Linked DNA regions of Ovis aries: region 2 is linked to region 1. Evidence: chromatin contacts called from public Hi-C data. All regions are on one chromosome and are shown on one strand. The core of a region is the stretch at or near the end of the contact, and the rest is flanking DNA. Distances in the headings are between cores, read along the strand shown.

Region 1 (6,244 bases), core at 2,716-5,215:
TGTGACCCCATAGATGGCAGCCCACCAGGCTCCGCCGTCCCTGGGATTCTCCAGGCAAGAACACTGGAGTGGCAGACTTGAATTCAGATTATTTGGCAACCCCAGGTTTTGTTCAAAATGAGGTACAAAAGAGACAATGGAGTGGGGAACAGGGGTAGCAGAGACCATAGACAACAAGAAAGTGAAGACTGTACTGCAGTTCCTTTTAGATGGGGTCTGCACTTGCCATTTTCCCACAGTTTCTATGACTTAATTGCATTCACTTTCTGATTTTGTTACCTGACTGACAATGAGGTGTTTTTCCTCCATCCCAGAGGAGTCAGTATCTGTTCCTGATAACCTGGGTTCTCCCTTCATAGATGCATATCCAGTAGGGGCTCTCAAATCTTCCCAGAAATTATGCTTAGATTATATTTAAATCATTTGTAGTTAAATCATATTTAAGTATTTTAATCATGGATAATTTATGTAAAATTAAAGCATTTAATTCTCTCTTTTACAGGGGTAGGGATTGGGTGATTTAAATATGGAAAGGATCCATTTAAATTTTTATGTAAAGTTAGAGAAATGTAAACTATTTTATTGACATTTAGAGATAGTGTGATTTTATGTATTATTTGTAACTCCAGTTTATAAGTGAGGAAACCAAGGCATAGAGAGTTCTTGTACTCTGTACAAAGTCATATTGTTATACAGGCTTCTTCCAGGGGGAATATTTTCACGTTTACAAAAAAGGAAGAGAAACCAGGATGTCATACAAAGCTTTAAAAATGAATTAATGTCATGGAAAAAATTTTTTTCAACATCTCATAAAGATGAAAGAGACTTGTGGTTTTTTTCATTTTCGACTGGCCTAGATGTCTTCCGTGTTTCACTGGAGAACTGGAGGGATTTCAGCTGGAGAAGCTTTGGAGCAGCTGCTAAAATAATTACCCTATCATATATTTCATTTTTAAAAACTGAGAAAAGTTGTTTCTCAATTTCGAGAGGCCTTAGTTCCAAACACAGATAACAAGTTGGCTGCGCTAGGTGTTCTGGTCTTATTTACACCCCAGAGTTCCAGGCACCCAGGGGAGTGTTCACATATTTTTGTACAATACAACCTAAGGAATCATCAAATCTTACCCTCTCATCTTTACTGTCATCATAGACTAGAATCCTCAGTCATTCAAGGCAGAATGGTTTAGGACTAAGGACGACACATTGATTGCCCACCTTTACACTAACTGAGAAGTTTTGTTACAGTTTTGTCTCTTGACCTTATTGTACTTCGGGCGTGCGGAGTGTTCACATATTTTTGTATAGTACAACCTGAGGAATCATCATATTTTATCCTCTCATCCTTACTGCCATCCTAGATTAGAGTTTAGGACTAAGGATGACATATTGCTAGTTCACTTTTACACTAACTGGAGGCGTTTTGTTGCAGTTTTATGTCTCTTGACCTTATTGCACTTTGGTGTCTGAGGCTATCCCTCATATCATGTTGCATATAAGCAAGATGGAGGCAAGACTTGTCTATCACTCAGTTTGTGGCTAAACAACATGAGTGGCCTGCTCAATCCAGTTTTATTCTGATTTTAGAGTTTCAATTGGATTTTTTATAGTTACCCATAAAAGTCCCAGTTGGCATTAGGCGAGGCCTAAGCATAAGGCAAAGGCCACATCCTGGTGGCCTGTGTGCCAGGCCCACCCTGCAGATGTGTTTTTACATTTTGTTTGGCCTTGAAAGTGGTTTAAAGAAATTGTTTTTCTGAATTTCATAGACAAAATTTTGCAATCTGGAGAATTCACATAAACATCTAAATTTCCTGTTTCTCCTGAAAAATCTGACTATCTGGCCACAGTGGGCACACTAGCCTGCTGAGTAAATGCCACCACCTTTGACAGGGTACAAACTCACATTCAGGGGGCTGCCTCACTCTTTTATGTTCCTGCTGGTCCTGGATGTTTGAGTCCATGACCATACAGTCCCCTCCACCAATGGGCTGAGTCTTTAAGATAATTTGTTGACTTGGGATGCAGACAATACACCTACTGCATTTGTTTTCCTAAGTTCAAAGCTATTGGGAATGTTTCTGTTGTGGTGCTTTTAGAAGCTCTGAGACTCATTTGACCAGTCTCCATGGAGTAAATCTTTGACCTTGAATCTGACTTTTGGGAGCAGTCAAAGGAAAATTTAGAGCCAAGTTTGGGGTGAAAAATATGTGCGACCATGTAATAGTGAAACCTGTTTCTCTTGGGTGGTTTGGTTTGTAAGCTGACTCAAAGGTAATTAAGGGAAAAAAAGAGCTCAATCATGCTTTGAGGCCTTTACTTCTTCCAGATGTCCGTTACCCTTTCCACTGAGCTGTCATAATATCCTATGTGTGTTCCTATTATGCATCTATGATTCGGGTTTTAGTTTTTTGTTTACTGCCCTCTCCTCTTGGATCCAGAGAAGGCAATGGCACCCCACTCCAGTACTCTTGCCTGGAAAATCCCATGGTCGGAGGAGCCTTGTAGGCTGCAGTCCATGGGGTTGCAAAGAGTTGGATATGACTGAGCAACTTCACTTTCACTTTTTGCTTTCATGCATTGGAGAAGGAAATGGCAACCCACTCCAGTGTTCTTACCTTGAGAATCCCAGGGACAGGGGAGCCTGGTGAGCTGCCATCTATTGGGTCGCACAGAATCAGACATGACTGAAGCCACTTAGCAGCTGCAGCAGCAGCCTCTTGGATCAGACTGGGAGCCACTTGGGAAAGATATACTTTTGTTCATCTTTGATCTTGGAGGCCATTGGCACTGTTGAAAGCCAAGAGACTGAACTGAAGGATTCATTATTGAATGAATGAATGAATCAAAGGACCTGAATGGAAAGCATCCCAAGATAATTATTTTAAAGGGGACAAGAAACAGTTTATAACGTAGCATCCATTCTTATTTAAAAATATATTCGCATATATTCCTGAAATCAAAATGAATTGAAAAATTAGTTGATATTGGATTGTATGACTTTCCTTGTTCACTAACGTCAGCTCCGGTATTGAAAGTCACTGTTTTCCACTTGACAAGCAAAACTCCCGTGACTGCACACTTGTGGTTTCCCTAACTGATGAGCAAGGAAGTGTAAAAACTGTAGAATCAAAGGTGAATAAAAATCCACCAAGAGTTATAGCCTACTGCTCGTGTCCTAGTTTGAAACAAAGTATCAAAGTATTTCAGATGTTAACTTTTTTGGTAGCACCAGCAACCTCAGGATAGCGCAGCGCCGACACTTTAAAGCTTTCGATGTAGAAAGTTACTAATAAATATTTCACAAGAGCAGCAGCCCCACCCCCAACACCCAAAATCCCAGAAAATTAAATCTCTTATATGTTGTTGCATTTGTAAAATCAGGTGTTTTCAGGTTGGATAGTCCTGAGCAGCGTTAAGTATTCAGGGAATTCTTGAGTGTTTCTACGTAGAAGTGTCGCTTCCCACCCCCCGCGCTGTACCCTATAGTCTCTCTGCTTGTTGTCCATCCAGAAACACAGAGGTCAGTCCCGACTCCACTCTCCCGCCTTTGAGAAGCCGCACAGGCGGGCCGCATCCTCTCTGTCCACCCGCTCTATTTTGGGGCCCCATGATCTCATGCCCTCTGCAGACCACACTCTGCAATTCCAGACCAGCCCGCGCCGCGAGGCTACGCGAGGCGATTCCTGCAAGTGTTCGGACGCTGCCTGAGGCGCGAGGTAGGCAAGGCTTGGAGGGGGAGGTTAAAGACACGCCCACGTAAAGGACCCAAAATAACCGACACGCTGAGTGCCCGAAATCAGACAGGAAGCCAAATAATCCGGGGCGTTGAGTTGCTTTCCCCTCACTCGCAGCGCTGGGCAGGCGCCCAGCCAAGGGTCTGGCGGCGAGGGGCGGGTGCGGCGGCGGGCGGGATGGGGCGGGGCCGGCGCGGAGCCTATTAAAGGCGCGGCGGGGCGGCGGGGCCCGAGCGCCCGGGGCCACGATGGAGCGGGACGGTTGCGCTGGGGGCGGGAGCCGCAGCGGCGAGGGCGGGCGCAGCCCCCGAGAGGGCCTGGCGGGGAACGGCCGAGACCCGGGTCCGGGCCGCGCCGCCGAAGCGTCCGGGGAGCCGCAGGCGGCCGCGTCGCTGCTGGCCCCCATGGACCTGGGGGAGGAGCCGCTGGAGAAGGCAGCGCGCGCCCGCCCGGCCAAGGACCCCAACACCTATAAAGTGCTCTCGCTGGTAGGTCCCCGCTGGCCCAGCGCGCGGGAGGGTGGGGAGGGCGGCGCCCGCTCCTGCGCTGCGAGCGTGCGGTCAGCACCCGGGGCCCGGAGAGAGACAAGTTGTGTGCCGCGCTTCGCTGCCTTTTGGCTCTCCTCTGCGGGTTTTTATCTGTGCTCATCACCACCGAGCCTTCTCTTCCTCTCGGGGAAATAGCTCACTCTCGCTGTTATTACTGATGCTCCAAAGGAACCTGTTTATGAAACCATGCTGTTAAAAATCGTGATCTTTGGAAATCCCACCGCTTTCCCCCAGAGAGTACAAGGTCGTTCGTGGGGAAAAATGACCAACCTGAAAGTTGTTGGTTTTAGGATGATCGACAAGGTGTTTGTTTTAATTTAAAATTTCAGTTTAATTTTTTTACCTCTTTAGGGAGATCCTTTCCTTGTATTAACCGATTCCACTTGAAAGATGTAACAGAGCTCTTAAAGTTGTATCAGGAACTTTAGAAAGTACTTTTTCTCTTGGCTTTGCTTAGGAATTTCTTTGCAGCTGTTCAGAAACCCCATCAATATTCATGTTATGTGAATGTGAAGAAGTGTTTATGATTCGTCGTCCATTCTTCCAACCACATTTTTTATTGTTACAAAAGTACCCACTCGTCCTCTGCCACTTTGCTGGTACAGTTGCAGGATCCACAATCAATTTCAGGAAATGTGGGGGTGGTTTTCCCTTCTACATCTATGGCAGGAAGTACTGGACCCAGAATTCTGGGTTCTTGCTTTCATGGCCTTTATTAATTGCTGGGGCCTCCTATAACTTTCCCCAAACCTCAGTTTCTTCAGTGTTAAAATGAGGACATCATCTCCATGTGCATCACATAGGGTTATTGTGAAGGTCAGGTGGAACAATGTATGTGAGGAAGTAAATTTGAAAACCACAAGGAGATGTAGTGGTTTTATTGTATTATGTGGAAGTGACATTCCATGTAGAGTGTGCCTTAAACTATATTGTCACTTAACGTTTAATGATTGGACAATGCAGTGTGGAGGACATCTTTTCTGATATTTGAAATCTTACCTTTCATAAACTTTCCTTTTTCACTGTGTTTTGGGTGTCATGGAGATGATACAGTGCTTTGAGGAACCAACTTTCCTAAAGATATGCTGTCATATAATTAGTACCTAAAAATAAGTCTAAGATTCAAAGAGTAAGTGTCCAAACCACATAATGTTTGTATCTCAAGATATATTTTGCATCATATCTATTTAAGAACACCTAATACTTAGGAGAGCTTAGTCTTTTGAGTCACCATTTTTGTTTTTGTCAGAGGGAAACCTTAGCTTTTGCAACACTGTTACTTAATATTTTTCAGTTTGGCTCAGGCATTCAATAATTGTACATTGAATCTATATGTAACTCCCATGTGAAATTACTTCTATGTGCCTATCTGCAGTCTTAAAAGTTTACTAAATTTGTCAGTTGCTAAATTCAGTTTTAGAATCTTTCCTATTCATTTACCTATAAATCCACAGTAGGTATCAGCAGACGTCTACCTTTGGAACATGAATTTCAGTCTTTGACACCTGCAATCAGCTTGTGAAACAGCATTTCATTTTACTCTGTTGATACAACTCTGGGCTTTGACGTGGAAATGTCTTTAATATTGCTACAAGTAGGACAATCATGAGAATTTTTAATACCATTAGGTGGAGTCTTTTGTTGTAACACATGTTGAATTGAAAGGAATTCCTACTTCATGTCTTTTGGTGAAATACAATGGGCCATTAATATATACCCAAACTCACTGATGTGTTTTTGAAACTCTTAATTAATAGTTTCAGGTGAAAATGAAACCCAGGTGGCTCAGTGGTAAAGAATCCACCTGCCAGTGCAGGAGGCGGGTGTTTGATTCCTGGGTTGGGAGGATCCCCTGGAGGAGGGCATATGGCAACGCACTCCAGTATTCTTGCCTAGGAAATCCCACAGACGGAAGAGCCTGGAGGGCTCCAGTCCGTAGGGTCGCAAAGAGTCAGACACGAC
Region 2 (6,244 bases), core at 1,221-3,720, 75 kb after region 1:
TTATGTTTGAGACTGTGGATCTCATTTACACTTTCTGCTTTAGCTGACTTTAGCAGGGGAATGGGGGGCACTATCCTATTAATGCCAGTTGTGTTAGAGTCCAGGTTTTTTTACCCTCTATTGACACTTGGAGTGAGGGGAAATCCTTGTTGCTGGACAGAGTGGGAATTCAATATCCTACTCTATCTCCATTGCTGCCTCCCTGTCTGGGATGTGCTGCTGCTGCTAAGTCACTTCAGTCGTGTCCGACCCTGTGTGACCCCATGGACTGCAGCCCACCAGGCTCCCCTGTCCCTGGGATTCTCCAGGTAAGAACACTGGAGTGGGTTGCCATTTCCTTCTCCAATGCATGAAAGTGAAAACTGAAAGTGAAGTCGCTCAGTTGTGTCTGACTCTTTGCAACCCCATGGACTGCAGCCCACCAGGCTCCCCCGTCCCTGGGATTCTCCAGGCAAGAGCACTGGAGTGGGCGCCATTGGATGTGCTGGGATCCTCATTAGTGCCCGCATGTCGTCTTCATTGATGCTGTGGACAGGGGAGGCAAGGAAAGTGTTTTGTTTTTTTATCACTAGTGGGAATAAAATTATCAGTTTCCTACTCAGCCTTCTCTGATGCTATTCTGGCAGAGAACTCGGGGCAACTCTTCACAGTCTGGCAAGCCCCTGTCTTTCCCAACGTGGTGATGTTTAGCTGGAGTGGAGTGGTTATTGTTTTCTTTCCTGCTAGGCCACTCCTCCTCTGGTCCTCTGGCTAGAGAGATAGCAGGCCTTTCTTGGGGCTTCTTTTTGTCCTTACTTGTTGGAATTTCCAGGTTGCTGACTTTTTCAGCAACAAGTATGGGATATATGAACTAAAAGAAAACCCAGGGAAACTCACTGCAGTGTTGCTCCTTGGGTCTTGAGGTCCCTAGCCTGTCTGTCTTCTCCTCTCCACCTTTTAGAATCTTCTTATGTTTCTTTTATGTATAATAACAAAGCTTTTATCTGTACTTTGCAGAAGGATATCTCTTTCTTTATAGAAGTATCTTACTGATTTTTATATGTTCTTCAAAACACATACAGACACAGTTGCCTCTACATAGAACATCGTAGCAGATCTTAATTAAGTGCATAGACGCCTTTCCCCTTTGCCAGACACCAGGAATAACAGAAAAAGCAAGTTACAGTCTTTTTAGTCTTGAAGAAAGGGAGGAGACAGAAGAAGTGTAAATGATCCCCAAAAGTGTGGCAAATGTTATAATGGAGCCATGGGCGGAGTGCCAGGGAGCACGAAGGAGGCAGTGGGTGCTGCTTGGCAGTGAGAGGTGATTTGCCAGGAGTGGTGATGACTGGGCTAGAAGCTGAAGGATGAATTTGAGCTCTTTAGGTGAATAGGTGAGGAAAGGGCATTTTAGCCTCCCTTGGATGCATACATTTTGGGCATTTTTCCATTTACTGCTACTTCTGATATTTTCTACAAGCGTCACTGTGACCAGTTTACAATATGCAACTATTTCATTTTTCTTTTGTTGACCTCCTGTTCTTAAAGGAAATGTCAGAATATAAATTCTGTGCTGACTTTAAAGGGAAAGGCATGCACATCTGTTCCTACTTAGTTTTCAGTTGCTCTTATACAGCATTCTTTTTTTTTCCCTCTTGAAAGAGACCCTTTCTTTTACTCTAATAAACTTGAAACATACGATTAGTCTCCAGTTTGAATGCTAAATTCACATGATCATGTATGGAAATGTTTTTATTTACTTTTCTCAATAAAGGCCATTCTTTTCTTTCAAATGAACAGCAAAACTTTTATTTATCCCTAATTTTACTGCCCTGTCTCTAGTCAGTACTTCTTAAATGAGGTAAGTAACTCTCATGCAAAATTTTCTACTAGGTTAGTCTAGTGATGGCAGAACAAAAAATCAGGTAAAAACATTTCCAGGAATCAGAGAAAAGAGGTCAAGCCTTAAGGAGAATAAGGTGAATGTTCAGGTTCCAGCGGGATAAGGAGAGCCATAGGTCAGTTGGCCTGATTGGTCCTATTTAAGGAGATAAGACAGACCAGACTGGGAGAGAGCTGAACCACCAAGTCCTGCAGGAGGCTCTGACCTCCTCTAGACTCTTTTCTGCCGTTAGCTGCAATAACTGTCCTGCCCGGATCCGTGGGTACGTGTTTATCTATAATTAAAACTGTTGAACTTTGAAACTAAATGTGATCACACTTCCTACTGAATCCTAGCACAGGAATTTGGTATGTAGGTGCTTCCATAAGCAACAAATTAAATTTGTTTATGTCTATAGTTCAAGGACATTTTCCCTGATTTTTGGCCAGTTTAAATATTGTAAGATAGAAAAAAATTCTGTAGAATAAGTGTCTCTAAGCTAAGAGATGTGGATTTACAAATAAAAGGTGTGTATCCAGAAGACTGGCTGCTTTCCTGTGTGGATGTGGGTGTGTGGATGGAGTGTAGGGGCAGGGAATGGGTGGAGCTATGTCTCTAGGGACTGCTACTGAGTACAAGGGTTGTAGACAATTAACCACAGCTGTGTTGTCCAAAGGAAAGACAAGATCCAAAGTTCATTTCAGGTTCACAAAGTGAACAGCCATTTCTGACATGTGACTGATTATTCTTGTTTTTTGGTATTTTAATTACATTTAGCTATACTTCAAAGTAAAAACAAGTAACATATAAATGCAAGGCATATAGAAATATCTTTCCAGTATTTAAAATGATCTGAAACCGGAAGGAAAGACTCCAACTTGTAACATATAAATTTTTTCAACATGAAATTTTCTTACTTATCTTCTCCATAATATATAGTGACTGGAGAAAAGAAATCATATCTATACCAGGAACAATAGATGTATAAAATACATTTAGTCTATTAGGAATGGGTATTACACCTATGGGATGGTAAAAGGAAGCAATATAATCCTACCCCAATGCAACTGTTTTAAATTTAACTTCATACTTGCCCCCAAGCACTCAATTCAAGGAACGATTTGAGGATTTTTATAAAAATATCTAACATTATTTTTAAAACTCATATCCAATTTCACTATATATTAGAAATTCAAAACTCAGAATACAATTTAATAAATATACAGGAAATGAGATTTTTACATCTTTTGATAATTTTGTCCAATGATGTCCAGGTATTTTTCACTATCAAAGATCATTTCTGCCTACACTTAAATGCAGTAGTTTGGGGTTTAAATAAAGGAAGAAAAACGGGTCTCAATGGAAAGTTTATAAGCTAATGAAAGCTTGAAATGATTTTAAATAAATGAGAACAAAATATTCTCAGTCCAATAAATAGATCTTATTGCTCCAATTTTCACAATTAAAATCTCAGATAAAACCTACAATTTTGAGTTCTCTGTCATAAACGATTCTATGCTGCTGCTGCTATTGCTAAGTCGCTTCTGTTGTGTCCGACTCTGTGCGACCCCATAGACGGCAGCCCACCAGGCTCCCCCATCCCTGGGATTCTCTAGGCAAGAATACTGGAGTGGGTTGCCATTTCCTTCTCCAATGCATGAAAGTGAAAAGTGAAAGTGACGTCACTCAGTCGTGTCTGACTCTTAGTGACCCGATGGACTGAAGCCTACCAGGCTCCTCCGTCCATGGGATTTTCCAGGCAAGAGTATTGGAGTGGGGTGCCATTGCCTTCTCCAACTAATTCACTAGTTTAGTATGCAATAAAATAACAGAGGCTTTGAATAAGTTAAACTGGCTAGTAACAACTAATCAGTTTTCTTCAGTGATTACTGTTCTACATAGGCAGGATAATTAATTCACGGATGGTCTTTCTGGTCTATCTTCAACTATTCTTACACTACATAATCAATTAGGGACATCTTTTTACAGATGTATGAAGAGAACACAGGTAGCTTTACGTAAGTTGAGTTTGTTAAATCTATTTGTTACGACAGGAGATTTCTGACACAAAAATTGCTCACTGCACACTGAACCCCAAAGAAGTGATGAAACAAGACAGCTGATGTTAGGAGGTATATGGGAGTGGGGTAGGGTGAGAAGTCATGGATAAGTTAAAAACTGGCAAGTATCTGGTAAAGCAGAGCCGCTTTTTAAGGGGCATAAGAAAAACTGATAAGTCACCATTTTGGTCTCTTTAGAGAAACCCATTTGTTGTTAAGAACTTAAGACCATTTACTACCATTCATGCTGCAAAATGCAGTAGTCACACTATTTCCAAAAGCATCCTAAAAACTGTAATGCAAACGAAATCTAATACCTTGACACAATCTCACTGTCTTGAGTTACTCAGTTTTGTTAAGGTCCAAACAGAAACAAGCTGGTAAATCTATGGGGCTTTTATTTGTGTACCATCTTGTTCTTAAGGTAACACCACTGATTATCTCAGTAGCACACTTTAAGCCTGCAACTAGATTAGACTCAGTTAGAGCAAAACTGACAATAAGTTTCAAAGCTGTGCTTACTCGGTTAAGGAATTAGGCTTTAGGGATAAACTGGGGAACAGGGCAGATGGGATGCCTTTCCCCTTCCTTGGTACTTACTTATTTTAAGTTCTAGCCCAAGGCATGTTGGGGCTTCCCTGGTGGTTCTGTAATGCAGGAGACCTGGGTTCGATCCCTAGGGCAGGAAGATCCCCTGGAGAAAGGAATAGCTAGCCACATGCCTGGTATCCTTGCCTGGATAATTCCATGGACAGAGGCTACAATCCATGGGGTCACAAAGAGTCAGACACGACTGAGCTACTAACACTTCACTTCCAAGGCAGATGTCCTTATGAGTCCTTTTCTCTATTCCCATAAGGGATTGATCTTGTGATCATACCCTCCTAGACCTTGGAGAGTATAGACAGCACCTCCCCTCAAGACTAGACATTCTTGTGTAGTTGTCCCAACTGCCTGTGATCCATGACCTGGGCACAATGTTGCTAGATGGCATTGAGACCTAAGAGATTGTCCCCAAACTCCTTAACCCACCCCCATGCTAGATCTAAGTACATGCTTGCAAAAGGCAGGCTGCAACCATAAAAGATAATAAAGTAGTTTCAGGGTAATGTGGTTATAGGTATAAGAGGATTTTTAGCTTCCGTCTGGGTTTTCTAGGGAAAGACCTGGCAGGATCGTCTCCTAAAGAGAAAACATTACCATAAGCTGTGTAAGGAAAATGAGAAGTCCCAAGAAGCTGCGTTGTCTATATGTCTCTCAGCTTGTGATCATCTGTTAACTTTGCTGACTGTATCCTTTGAGCTTATTCCAGAATACTGTAATTTTGATAAGATGTGTGTTGAGTGAAATTGAATTCACTGTTTCACCAGGAGTACAACTCGATACTGTGGGATATTACCCCCTCTCCCCGCCTCCCTGCCCCTGTGGTTTGAATTGTCAACAAAAAATTAGTTAATCAAAGAAAGGATTGGGAAATTTTAACCGAGTCAAATCCGAGGATTATAATCCAGGAAGAGCATCTCAGAAAGCTCTAAGAACTGTTCCGCCCATTAGAAGTCAAGGCACTGTTTATGTAAGTTTTTTGAGGCAGAGTGCAAGTCGCTCAGTTGTGTCTGACTCCTTGCCACCCCACAGACTATACAGTCCATGGAATTCTCCAGGTCAGAATACTGGAGTGGGTAGCCTTCCCCTTCTCCAGGGGATCTTCCCAACCCAGGGGTCAAACCCAGGTCTCCTGCATTGCAGCTGGATTCTTTACCAGCTGAACCACAAGAGAAGCCCTTGAGGCAGAAGGCTATATGTTAAATGATGCATTATTGATTATATAAACCAGATTTCAGTACCATGATGGTGGGTCATGTGATCCTTTACAAAATCAGCAATATTATCTTCTAAGGAGTTATTCTGTTGGTACTAGGAGAATGTTGCTGTTTATGGTTGAATAGGTATTCCTGCTGATGGGGGAAGCTGGGTCAGTTCATAATGCAGCTACACACTGCAAGGTGCAGGGAGAGGGGAGGCCAAAGAAGAACTTTCATGTTTACAATTTTCTTATCTTGCCATAAATATGAATTTCATTTTACATAACTCTCATTTGGTATTCAGCATGTATTTCTTAAATTGATAGATGATTTTCACGTATTTATTGTCTTGTCTCCAAAGTTATTTCTCACTGAGAACAGAAATTATCTTTAGATTCTCTGTTTCTAGCACAGCACTTGCATGTAGTAGCTTTTCAATTTGAAAAATGACCAAGCGAATACAAACCAGTGAGATGATCCTAGCAAAACATCCATTTAAGATTGCCAAGACGTCACAGGTT

What was found. A called contact is a pair of places that touch in the nucleus more often than the background predicts.
Region 2: a contact with region 1 is called in a Hi-C map of liver, with 2.7 times the contacts expected there. The contact joins the enhancer-like site here to the promoter of ENPP1 in region 1. A contact is called at or near these places in 2 of 16 Hi-C or Micro-C datasets (liver and tail adipose tissue).

The regions. Positions count from the first base shown.
Region 1 is chr8:57,219,186-57,225,429 of ARS-UI_Ramb_v3.0, forward strand. It overlaps ENPP1 (ectonucleotide pyrophosphatase/phosphodiesterase 1), which reads left to right and starts at 3,966. Exons shown (of 25, transcript XM_004011326.6): 1 at 3,966-4,222. The coding sequence starts at 3,983.
Region 2 is chr8:57,295,606-57,301,849 of ARS-UI_Ramb_v3.0, forward strand. ENPP1 (ectonucleotide pyrophosphatase/phosphodiesterase 1) reads left to right here. Exons shown (of 25, transcript XM_004011326.6): 25 at 1-1,772. Among named protein-coding and RNA genes, the nearest start is that of CCN2, 57 kb to the right of the region's middle. Within about 2 kb of position 2,471, at least 8 of the 54 cell types and tissues checked have an H3K27ac peak or open chromatin away from gene starts, as enhancers often do. A contact at or near this core is called in liver, where this site is marked.